Regions from separate parts of the Sus scrofa genome. Here all the other regions are linked to region 2. A link is a contact called in public HiChIP or PLAC-seq data. All regions are on one chromosome and are shown on one strand. The core of a region is the stretch at or near the end of the contact, and the rest is flanking DNA. Distances in the headings are between cores, read along the strand shown.

Region 1 (4,276 bases), core at 439-2,938, 540 kb after region 2:
CAATGGACTCTCTGTGGAGGAAGATGAAGCAGACACAGCTGCAGACCAGGGTCCATGAGGAGGAGAAGGGGGCACTGCTGGGGTGGAAGCAGCAAGGCTGGACATGTTGAGGCCAGGCCTTCAAAGATGCAGAATGAAGGCTCTAGGGACTTTGCCATGAAGAGGGAGACAGGGGCCTTGCTCTAGGAAGCAAAGGGCTGAGGCTGTGCTCCTGCCTCTGAGGTCAGGGCTCAGCTGTGCTGGGGTTTGGCTTGACTGAAGTGGCTCAAGGCTGGTGCCCCTGCATAGGCAGCATAGGTGCCCCCAGTCCGAGCCCCCCCCGCCACCTCTCCGTTAGCCTTCAGTCTGACCCCATTGGAATGGAGGGGAGGTCCTCTCAGCCTGAAGCTTCTTGGATCAAATCAGAGGAAGCCCAGCATAGAGGAGAGGGACCTCTAGGCCCCTGGGAAGCCTTCCCAGGCAGGTGGGGAAGGATGTGGCAGCAGAGGCAGGACTAGAACACAGGTCCCAAGACCTGGGATTTCTATAAGCTGGGAAATCACTGTGGGCTCTAATACACTCGTCAACACTTCCCTCCTCAATTCAGCCTACTGGCTAATTTGCTAATTGCTAACAAAACCTAAGAGAGCCAGAGAGGCTCTACAGAAGCCTCCAGATAGAAGAGCCATCAAGGTGGGAACTGCCACGTTTAACAGAAATCCTGATCTCCCAGCTGGCTGGCCCCATGCCTCAGTCCATCAGGAATACCCTATCCAGAATACATGAACTTGGGACTGTCAGGTCCTCCTGTTTGCTCAGCACCTGGGATCCATCAATCAGACCTCAGGCTTGGGCTGTTGTATCAATGACTGCTTTCTGTCCTCTGCCTGTGGATACAAGACAGGTGTCTTCCAGGAGGGCCCATGATGGGAGTATGGCCTGAGGCCTGTCTGAGAAGTACTGGTACTGGCTCTTTACAAGAGCTTCCCCAGGGTTTCCCACCTCATCCTCAGCAGCCTCCTGTGCTGACACACTCATCCCTAGTCATTGGCAGTGGCCTGGGTGCTCCCCAGTCTCCCTGTTAGCTGTCCCTTGAAAGCCCATGAGCAGCGGCTAAGTCAATCCTTTGAAGCAGAAGCCAGACTCTTGCACCCTCAATGGAACACTGCAGTCCTACTATTACCTTCAGAGAGAAAACCAATGTCCATGCCAAGACCCACTGGCCTACCCCACCCCACCATGGGCCAACCATGTGGCCCCTGGCTGTCCCCTGAGCATGCCCAGCAGACTCTCCACAGTGGCTCTGCACATGCTGCCCCCTTGGCTGGGAAGGCACGGCCTTCATTTGCTCAGCTCTCTGCTCAATGTCCCCTTTCAGCGAACACACTCCTGACCTCTCTACCACAGTGCAGCTGGACTTTTCTTTGCAGCCATAATCAACGCCCAACATTACAGCACCTATTCACCAAGTACTTACTGCTCTCCTGCACTAAAAATTAAGCTCTGGGACACAATGACTTGTTCACTGCTACGTATAGAACAGTCGCTGGTACACAGGAATACTAGTTAGATACCTGGGGAACAAATAAGCTGCCAGTTCTCATTTGAAAGCACCACCCCTGGGAAGTGGCAAGACCAGGACTCCACAGGCTGTCCTTAGTTCCAGACGAAGGTGGGCACATCTTGACTCCTAGAAGGCCCAGGAAGCCTGGCCTTGGCTACCTCCTTGCACTGCCCTGTCTGGCAAGCCCTCTAGCAGGTGCAGGCCCAGGTCTCTATCTAAGCTAGCACAGGGCCAGTGTCCTGGGGTTGCAGGATGCTGGTGGAAGATATAATGGAAACATTTCTAGGCAGCGGTGGCAGGTCCTAGGGCTGCTTGTGGGAGCCCAGTGGAGTCCCTGCCTCTCCCAGTGGCCTGAAGTGGCCAGGACTTGTGGCCGCCCCACCCCGGCCCTGCAGAGTAAACATTCCCAGAACCTCCCACAGGCATAAACACTTGCTCCAAGCTGGCAGCTGGGCCAGGCCCCGCCTGCCAAGCTGTTTTCCTCTGAGAGCCTTCCTGAGCCCTGCTATTTTTGGCCCTCGTGACAGTAATTGATTGCTGGTGGAAAGGTATAAAAGCAACTGCCAGCCTCAAAGTTCGCCAGACAGCTTGGGAGGGACTCCGCTCTGGACAGCAGTACATGGGACAGAGGCCGTGGTACATCATCCTCGTTTTCCTCCGGCCAGCGATCTGACGAGGGACACAGGGTCCAACCGCTGGACCCCGATCTCTTTGCCCCAAGCTTCCTGGGACCTTTCCTCGGACTCCTTTGCCCATCCAGCATCCCTGCTACCCCCAGGCCCCCTCAGCTACAGGTAAGAGAGAGCTACTGCCCTCCGGTTTGAGGTAAAACAGAGAGGCTTTGTGGGGCTTCAAGGGCTGTTCTCAGCCTGGGACGTGCACAGCCTCACTGCAGGTTAGAGAACAGGACGCAGCTAGTGGCCATGACAATTATATTCATAAAGGAGTGTTATATTCATAAACGGATTTCACATGAGGTGTCCTTCCGTATGTTCCTCCCAGCGCCCTGGAGAGTGGGTATTTATAACCCTGTTTTTCAGATGAGTGGAGGCTTGGAGAGCTGACTTGGCCGAAGGACCCCAGGTCAGAAAGTACAGAGCTTGGTTTGAAACCCAAGTTTTCTCTGACTCCAGTCTCTTAGGCTTGGTTCTCTTATTTGTACAGGTTCTTACCCAACAGTAAGGATAGAGCCTGAAGTAATATCAGGGGGAAGGAAAAGTCCAGGAGTTCAAGCCTCTTCTTGTATCTGTAGACTTGAAACTGCTCTCAGGCATACAATTCACACAGGGAGCCTCAGATGGGGGAGGGGACCCAGGAGGGGTGTCAGGGTATTGGCAGTGTCTCATCCCCTTTCCTCTGTCAACCAACAGTTTGCAGTTTCCCCGTGGCAAGGAGCCATGAGGTCCCGGCTCTTGCTTTCTGTGCCCCATCTGCCCACAATTCGGGAGACCTCAGAGGAGATGCTGCCTGTGGGGCCCGGAGAGGAACCCCCTGCCTCCCCCAGCCTGGATGACTACGTGAGGTCCATTTGTCAGCTGGCACAGCCCACCTCAGTGCTGGACGAGGCTGCAGCCTGGGCCCGGCCTCGTAGACCCCACCGACCAGGCCGTTCCTGCGAGAAGAGCCGCTCTGATGGGTCCCTTCAGGACATCACCACCCACTTCAGCGGCCAGCAGCCTGTGCTGCCCAGGGCCGGCCCGGCTGACCCCCTGGACTGGCTCTTTGGGGAGTCTCAGGAAAAGCGGCCAAGTAGAAGGGACCTGCCAAGGAGGACTGGACTCCCTGCGGACCCCCAGGCTCTGCGTAAAGAAACCAACAGTGGCAAGGCCCAGGGGGGCCCCAAAGGGAGGCTGTGTGAGGCCAGGGCCCCAGAGCACTCTCTGGAGAGACCACTGAGGAACTGGCACCAGTGCTCCCCAGCTTCCGTGCAACCTGGCAGGGATGCAGCCTCCTCCACAAGTCCCCGCCGCAGCAGCATCCTCAGAACTCTTTATTTGCACCTCCCTGTGATCCATGAACTCTGACCTCTCCCCAATAAAGGCTTCTGTAAATAGTACACAGGTCTGGGTCACCTCCCCACCTTCCCTCCGAGTGGGGCACTACCCCTGGCAGGTCTCTGGGAGGAAACTGCCCCTCTGCTTTGGCAACTCTTAGTAAGATCCCTACTCTGAATAAGAGCCTAGCTCGCGTGATTTGCACTGTCCCTTGCCGGCTGGCTGATCACCTTGGGCAAGTGACTTAACATCTCTGTTCCTGGGTTTTCTCATGGGTAAAAATGGGGACAATTAATGGGATTTGCCTCCTAGGCTCTGCTGACAAGTAAACGGGCTAAAACACACCTCATGGCGTGCCTGATATGAGCCCATGTGGGGAGTAGCTGTTGTCTCTGAGGTTGTTTCATGGGCAGGGGGGAACGAGGTAGATGGGGGGAGAGAAACCAAGGCCTCAGCCCCCAGTGGTTTTTGAGTGAGGCCCTGGGCACTCCTGTCCTCATGAGGCCCATGAGAAAACCTGGTGTCTCAGCAAACGTGCCTGCTGCATTTCAAGGGCACGTGTCACTTGGGCAGCTGCAGGTAACTCAGTGGCTCCAGCTCCCATGTCCTGTTGTGTCATTGGGAACATCTTCCCCCCCACTGAGTGCCAAGACAGAGCCTGCATCAGCTCAGGCTGCAGGGTACAAAATGATTGGACCATGAAGTTCCCATCGTTGCTCAGTGGTTAACGATCTCGACT
Region 2 (3,857 bases), core at 928-3,427:
CCACTTTTTTTTTTTTTTTTTTTTTTTTTTTTTTTTTTTAGGGCCGCACCGGTGCCATATGGAAGTTCCCAGGCTAGGGGTCAAATCATATATATTTTTTAATGAATGTTGGAGAAGGGCTAGGAGGTTGGTAGACTGCAATTTAAAAATAAGGTTCTGGAGTACTCTTGCGGTGCAGTGGGTCAAGGATCTGGCATTATCACTGTAGAAGCTTGGGTCACTGCTGTGGTGTAGGTTTGATTTCTAACCCAGGAACTTGCATATGCTGCAGGCACTGCTAAAAAAAAAACCCCACAAAAACAAACAAACAAACAAACAAAAAACCAACAATGAAGTTCTCTTAAGAAACTAAGACTAGCTATAGTGTAACATAGTGGCTAATGGTGTAGGTTCCTGGCTCTGCTTCATTACTAGTTGTCCAACCCTGAGTAAGTTATTCTCTTTGTGCCTCAGTTTCCCCACTGTAAAATATGGGGATAACAGTAACCACCTCACAGAGTCATTGTGAGAATTAAATGAATTAATACATATAAAGCAGTTGATACATTATATGTGCTTCATAAATGTTAGACATTATTATTAAAAAGGATAGATAAGTAAATTACAATACACTTATGATAGTCTACGGTGAATATTTGTGTGAACCCTTAGAAAATAACTGAGGGGGGCATTTAAAATTATCCTTGGGAATTAGGGAAGTCTTCACTAGAGAGACAGAGGCAAAAACAATGGAAAGCTCAAGAGTTTGATAAACAGAGGCCACTGAGGAAGTGGTAAAATCTATGTTTAATGCTCACAGTATGGTAGGCATTGTGCTGTTTACAAATGTTACCACAGTTCCTGCAAAACATGTAACTTCCTTTTACTGAGGAGGAAAACTCATAAGGATTAAAATAACTTGCCCATGGGCACATAAGAATGGAAAGAAATGGAGTTCCGACTGTGGCATGGGCGTCGTGGAAGCCCTGGGACATAGGTTTGACACCCCGCCCCAGAGGATCCCAGGATGGCCAAAGGATCCCAGGTGGCCAGAGCTGCGCTTAGGTCGCAACTGCGACTCGATCTGATCCCTGGCCTAGAAACTCCACATGCTGTGGAGTGGCCAAAAAAGAAAAACAAAAAAACAAAACCGAAAAAGAATGGAAAGAAATAGGGATCTTCATTTTAAAAAGTAAGTTGGTCTGGAGGAAGAGGGACTCCGCAGAGGGAACTTCAAGGAAGTGTGAGGGGTCGCAGAACGCTGGTGGGGAAGCTGGGCACGTTGAAGAAGGATTCGTAGGCAGGAATCAGATATTAAAGGGCTTTTGCCTGTTATATGAGGAGTTTGAACTTGAATCTGAGGGCACTGGCTAGCGAGTAAAGGATTTTAAACAGTCACCATCCAGTAAATCTGGGCGCCTGTGCGCTGACCCCGCGACAGGCAGCAGAGATGCAGCAAGGAAGAGATGCAGCAGCGAGCTCTTCCTCTGCCCACCGCCTGGAACGTTTAAAACTCCTAGGCTGGTTCTCCCTTTGGCCCTTCTCTCTAAACATACCTCGCTGCCAGGCGTTTCCGGGCTGATCACACCCTGCCAACTGCCCTCTAGCTTAAAATGCAACCCGTCGGACGCACCCCTTCAGCTCCCCCTGGCGTCTGCACCCTTCCTTTCTCCAACTCCCGCCACCATAGCCCGGCTGCAGGCTTTTTTTCTTTTAGTGAAATAGATTTTTAAAAATTTACTTTATTCAAGTATATTTGCTTTACAATGTTTCAAATTCTGCTGTATAACGGTGATTCAGTTATACACACATTTTTTCATATTCTTTTTCTATTAAAGTTTATCACAGGATATTCAATATAGTTCCCTGGGCTATACAATAGAAGTTTGTTTTTTACACATTCCGTACATTAGTCACCATCTGCTAATCCCTAACTCCCCAGCCATCCCTTCCGGACCCCCCTCCGCAATCACAAATTCTCTGTGAACGTGAGTCTGTTTCATAGATAGGCTCATTTATGTCATATATATATCACATCTAAGTGATATATGATAGGTGTCTTTCTGACTTACTTCACTTAGTATGATAACTTCTAGGTCCATCCATGTGGCCACAGGCCTCTTAGAAGAGGTCTAGTGTCCCCAGCCGGCTTCTGCACCTTCCTTCCGGCAGTCCGGCAGCCATCCACTGCCGGTCACATGAGGGGCAGGTCACCGGCGCCGGGGTCATGTGATCTACAGTCACGTGCCTGAGGCACCACTGAGAAGTTCGGCTTCCAGAGACCTTCCAGGCTCAGCGGGTGCGTCCTGCGGGCCCTTGGAGCCCGTGAGGCTGCGCGGCGAGGATGGTGAGAGTGGCAGGTTGGGTGAGGGTTGGGCCCCGGCCCCCTCTGCCCTCCCGGAGCTCAGCGCCTCTTCTCGTCCTTCCCGCTGCAGATGAACCAGACCACCCCCGACCAGGAGCGGGCGCCGGCGTCGGAGCCCGTGTGGGAGCGGCCCTGGTCGGTGGAAGAGATCCGCAGAAGCAGCCAAAGCTGGTCGCTGGCGGCCGACGCGGGCGTGAGAGGCGGGCCCAGGGACGGGAGGGGAGGGCGACTCATCCGGGGTGATGCGGGAGGGAGGATGGGACTCCCCATAAACATCGACTTAACACATCTCTTCTTGCCCTCAAAAACTCCCCGGCGGCAATCCCCAGGCACTTGGGCGGTGGTGGGCCGGTTGTCCTTAGCCCTCTGAGCGCTCCCAAGCAGACAGCGGCCTGGACACCCGGCTGTTTTCCTCGTTGGGGTTTTCCAGACCGGCAACCAACTCCATCCTGAGCTGGGAAATCGGCTTCCGCCGCTCCGCAGGCTTACAATGGCATTACTTCGTCAATTCCATGTTGGGACCTGGACTGAGTGGGGCAGTAGAAAAACTAGTATATGGATATCCTTGAGTGAGACTTTTTAGCTAAGGGCCCACCCAGTAAACTGAAAATGGTCATTCCAAAGTCCCATTTGAAGTAGGATTTTTGGATAAAAGTAGTGGTTTGTTGTTTTGGCTTTCGTTTGCAATCCCTGTAGAATGACAACCAAACAGGACTTAAAAATTCCTCCCAAAATGAGATGGCAAGTATCCGTTGACTCGTTGCCGCTGTTTTGATGAACTTTCTTTTTTTTTTTTTTTTTTTTTAAGGGCCACACCCGCGGCATATGGAGGTTCCCAGGCTTGGGGTGGAATCCGAGCTGTAGCTGCTGGCCTAGGTACTCCACATCCACAGCCCTGACAGATCTGAGACACGTCTGCGATCTACACCACAGCTCAAGGCTGATGAACTTTCTTAATGTTTTTTGATGCTACTTGGTCATAAAGCTGTCAAAAGCAGAATCCCTTTTACATTCCAACACACACACACAAAAGGAAATGGGTTCTTTCCTGTTTTGATATGCAGAATAGATGTGTATAATATTGATACTACTGTATGTTTATTTTTTAAATAGCTGCTACAGTTTCTACAGGAATTCTCACAGCAGACTATCTCTAGGACCCATGAAATCAAGAAACAAGTGGATGGACTAATTCGGGAAACTAAAGCCACAGATTGTCGCCTGCATAATGTCTTCAATGACTTCCTTATGCTGTCTAATACCCAGTTCATTGAGAACGTGAGTCAGATTTATAAATAAATACTACTTTTAGGAGGAGCAAGAGCCATTGTAATACTCCATGATCTATTATTAGGTTCTCTACTAAATTTTGGTGGAAGTAGTGGTTCTTTATAATTAATGCCTCACCCCCTTTTTTATTAGTAAATTTTTTTAAGCCTTTGAAAAAACCTAATGATAAAATTTCCTCATATTCCAGTGTTTCCATCGGTTTTTGGTTTTGGAGTAGTCGGTG
Region 3 (4,029 bases), core at 1,226-3,725, 560 kb after region 2:
AGAACTGCTGAAATGTGTCACAGCAAGAGAGATGAGGCAAAGGGCATCCTAGACAGAAGTCTGGATGTGAACTTTTCTGGGGTATCAACTTTGCATGTGATGCCAGCATGTTGTGCCATTTCTCGGGCCTCGGTTTACCCAGGATTGTACTGGCAGCCAGTTTAGAGTTTCTTCAGGTCTCGTCAAGCTCTGCAGCTATGGGGCTGTATGACAGCCTCATTATGCTCCCCCCTCAAGTTCAGGCAAGGCAAGGAGAAGGCGTTTCAAATCTCTCTCAGCAATGCATCTGGGACAGGAGGTCAGACACTCAGAAAAGGAGACTGAGCAAACTGCAAGTTCCCCTTTAACGAGAGTGAAAAATGTGCAGAAGCTTTGGGAAGTGCAGCCACTTCCCATTTGAATTTAATTTACTTTAAAACAACTCGACAACATTTTCTTCAGTGGATTCTGTGATAGGATAACCACTGGGCTTTGTAAGAATCTGAGTTTAAAACTCTGCTCTGGAATTCTTTAGCTATGTGACTTTAGGCAAGTCCCTTTCCTCTATGAAACTCAGGTTCCTCATGATTTGAATCATTGCTGTAAAGGTGAATGAGGAAACAGGTAAGATGGGACTCACATGGGATTCACCCACAGTAAACGGAAGTTCCCAATAGTTGTCATGGTGGGAGTCAGGAGCTCCAGAGAGACTGCGAGGCTCTGGAGATGACAATGTAGGAATCAGAGAGGATGATGGTTCTTGGCAAGAGAATGCGTGAGCCAGGGCATCTGGCTGAATTCATTCTCAAAACCAGGGTGCTTTCTGGTAGACCCTATAGTCAGAGTCTCCTCTTTGAGCCTTTGCATTTACAGGATCTGAATTATAGCACATGCTGGAGTTCTGTTCATGTTCTATTGTTATAGGTCATTGTCTAGTTGACCCTGACCCAGGGGGACCCAGGACCTTCACTCTGTTGTCAACCTCCAGACCACTCACTAGAGTCTCACATGGCTCCACATCCCAACTTTCACACCAACACTTTAATCCGTGGCCTCAATCTCACTTTTCCTGTAAAGTCTTGAACCACCGGCACCACACACAGAGAGGATAATGACAAAAACTAATGAAAATGTTCTGACACTTGAAATACACTCACTACAACTTCCAGCCAGCATTTTTTTTTTTTTGACCTAAGTTTAAGACATTCTTCTTCTCTTCTCTCCCTTCCCCTTCTCTCCTTCCCTTTTTCTCCTCTCCTTTTCCAAGCCTTCCTTCTTCCCTCCTTCACCCTAACAATGCCCACCAAATGGCAGTGGCTAAGGAATTACTCTGGGGAGCAGGAGGCAGGCAGGTCAGCAATTTAGTAGTTGTCTTTATTGTATACTCATGGCGTCTGGAAACAAATCTCGATCTTGCCATGAGCAGTTCAACTACAGACACTGACAATGAGGGCCTTTCTGCAAGTGCAAGTACATGGATTTGGAGTCCAATCTGCTTGGGCTCAAATTCCAGAATCCCTTATTTATTGTGATCATATTTAATTCCTCTGTGAAGTGGGACTACTAAAGCTCTCTAGATAGTGTTTTAAGGAAACCCTGGCTCTGTCCTGGCATTGATCCTCAAGTGAGAGAAGGCCCTCCCTCCCCCAGGGTTGTGCCGGATTAATAAAAACAGAAGCATTTCTTCTGAGTGGGAAGTCAGGACTGAGAGTCAGGAGCACAGGGGTGAGCAGGGTGGCTGGCAGGGTGAGCTCTGAAGTCAGTGGGTAAAATGAATGAGACCTGGCACAACAAGCCCTGGGTTACAAGGCTGACTCATCTGGGTAAAAGTGGACAATTCCGTAACATTTTAAGCCTCAGGTTTTCTCATCTGAAAATAGGGATAATCAAGGCTATGAGAAGTAGGTGTGATATTGTGCTAAAGCTCTTAGCACAGGTCTGGGAACAAATCAAATGTTCTATAAATAGCGACACTGAAGCCTTCTTTCTGCTATTATCTGGGTGTTCATGGTCTTCCATCCATGAAATCTGAGTTGTGCCAGAGACGCTGAGTCTTTCCCCCTAATTCTCAGATCAACGCTTCTAGGATACTGGCTAAGATGAGAGGCAAGGTGAGCAAAGATGTAGACTGCGCAGGATTTAGCTCCTAACGTGCCCTCTCCTTGGAGGAGGTGCATGGCACAGTGCCCACTCTCAGCATTGGGCCCGTGGCCCGGAATGCTCCAGGCTGGCAGAAGGAGGGGATTTTGCACGCGGCAGGCAAGGCGCACAAGTGCCCAGACTTAAGAGCTCCTGGCTGGGGAAAGTCCTGGGCTCAGGCGGTGGGGGGAAGTTGGTGCTCTGTGGACGCCCCGAACTCTCTTGCCCATGCATCACTCACCGTCCACTCATTGCGCTGTCCAGAAGCCGCTGCCAGTGCCTCGCCTCGCAGTCACCCGAGGTGCCTCCGCAGCGCCTACTGCCCTGTTCTCTCCAGCTTGGGGAGTCGGGCCCGCCCCTCCCCGCCCCTCGCCAGCGCCGGCCAATAGAGCTGCCCTATTGTTTCCTTTCCGTCCCGCCCCTCCCCGGCTCTTCCCGCCCCGCTCCGCCTCTCTCCCAGCGCAGGCCAATTGCGTAAAGTCTCCTTGTCCAGCCCGCCCAGCTCAGGGTACACAGAGGAGGGCGGGCTCCGGGCGGTGCCTCAGGAGCCGGGCAGAAGGTTTGGGGCGTGTAGGCTTTCCAGGGTGTCCCCTCGGGCGTACACTCCGGGAATTCCCGGAGACCCACTGAGGAAGCAGCTCGGATCGGTCGGGAGGGTCTGATAGGCGGGCCAAGGCCAGGGACCCTGGGGGAAATGACACCCTTGGATTTCCAACAAAGGTCGTGCAGGCCTCGCAATTACTAGTGTGTGTCTTGAGAGAGGAGGTTATCCGTCTGGAGCAATGTTAGTTTTTGCTCAAGGGCCACCTGCGTGCAATCCTACTGTTTGCTTGACGTGGCCTCTCGAAGCTCCACCGCTTTTAAGAAATCAGATTCTATGATGGTTGAAAGGAGATAACCTCCCAGTTAAGGCCTGCTGGAGGATTTGCTTGCAAAGAGGACAGAAGACCACAGGCCTTTTGGGGAACTCAGAATAGGTCAGTGATTCTGGGGTGTGGGGGCGACAGGGAAGGGGAAGAGGCTGATGGAAACATTTGCAATTTCTGTTTTATATCACTATTTCCAGTACTGACCTCAGATTTCCCCTCCCTTCCCCCATAAATAATTTTATTTTTCATAATTTTACTTTTCATTCAATCTGTAGTTCCTTTTTTTTTTTTTTTTTTTTGCTGTTATAGGGCCACACCTGTGGCGTATGGCTGTCTTAGACCTACACCACAGCTCAAGGCAACGCTGGATCCCCAACCCACTGAGGAAGGCCAGGGACCAAAACAAAGTCCTCATGAATACTTGTCAGATTTATTTCTGCTGCACCACAATGGGAACTCATGTAGTTCCTAATCCTTTGAGTCATGTGGACATTTTAGAGTCTGATATGGACCTTCTAGAAAAATGCAGCTGCCTACATAGGCAAAAATTAGCCCTAGATTTGTCTATGGGCCCTTGGAGCCCACTTGAGAGAGGCTGTGCTTATCATTGTTAGCGCTGCTGGATTTGGAGTAAAGAGATTGGGCTCTGCCATCTACTTCCTGCACGATCTTTTCATGTCGCAGTTGCTCTGGGTCTCAGTTTTCCCACCTGTAAAAATGAGGGAGCTAAAGGTGACCAGGCCATGGATCGTTCAGCTCTGGCTTTGCAGGAAATTGTGAAGAATGAATCATCCTCTGCCAGCTCAGGGCACCCCTGTGGTCCGGGTCCTCCAGCCCTCAAGAATGCTGATCTAACTGATACCATCTCCAGGGTGAGAACTAGCCTGGAATGATGATTGGCTTCTGGGAAGTCTGATGTATCCTGCACTCTCGTGGTGTGTCAGGCACTCTGCTAGGTGCTTTACGACAGGGATCCCACACAATGCCTTCAACATTCCTGGGGAGTAGGTATTACTACCCCCATTTTACATGGAACATAAGT

The links. HiChIP or PLAC-seq counts read pairs in DNA pulled down with a chosen protein or histone mark.
Region 1: a contact with region 2 is called in an H3K27ac HiChIP or PLAC-seq map of alveolar macrophages. The contact joins the promoter of C14H10orf10 here to the promoter of LOC100522401 in region 2. A contact is called at or near these places in 1 of 5 promoter capture datasets (liver) and 1 of 2 datasets of contacts at active chromatin or transcription factors (alveolar macrophages).
Region 3: an H3K27ac HiChIP or PLAC-seq map of alveolar macrophages shows a contact between it and region 2. The contact joins the promoter of RASSF4 here to the promoter of LOC100522401 in region 2. A contact is called at or near these places in 1 of 5 promoter capture datasets (fetal liver) and 2 of 2 datasets of contacts at active chromatin or transcription factors (alveolar macrophages and skeletal muscle).

Annotation. Positions count from the first base shown.
Region 1 is chr14:91,116,644-91,120,919 of Sscrofa11.1, forward strand. It overlaps C14H10orf10 (protein DEPP), which reads left to right and starts at 1,689. Exons shown (of 2, transcript XM_003359280.4): 1 at 1,689-2,337; 2 at 2,914-3,599. The coding sequence starts at 2,941. The coding sequence ends at 3,567. All of the region lies in intron 3 of RASSF4 (Ras association (RalGDS/AF-6) domain family member 4), which reads right to left.
Region 2 is chr14:90,580,222-90,584,078 of Sscrofa11.1, forward strand. LOC100522401 (WASH complex subunit 2A) reads left to right here and starts at 2,178. Exons shown (of 33, transcript XM_003133111.6): 1 at 2,178-2,326; 2 at 2,415-2,537; 3 at 3,458-3,622. The coding sequence starts at 2,324.
Region 3 is chr14:91,136,018-91,140,046 of Sscrofa11.1, forward strand. It overlaps RASSF4 (Ras association (RalGDS/AF-6) domain family member 4), which reads right to left and starts at 2,476. Exons shown (of 11, transcript NM_001243337.1): 1 at 2,360-2,476.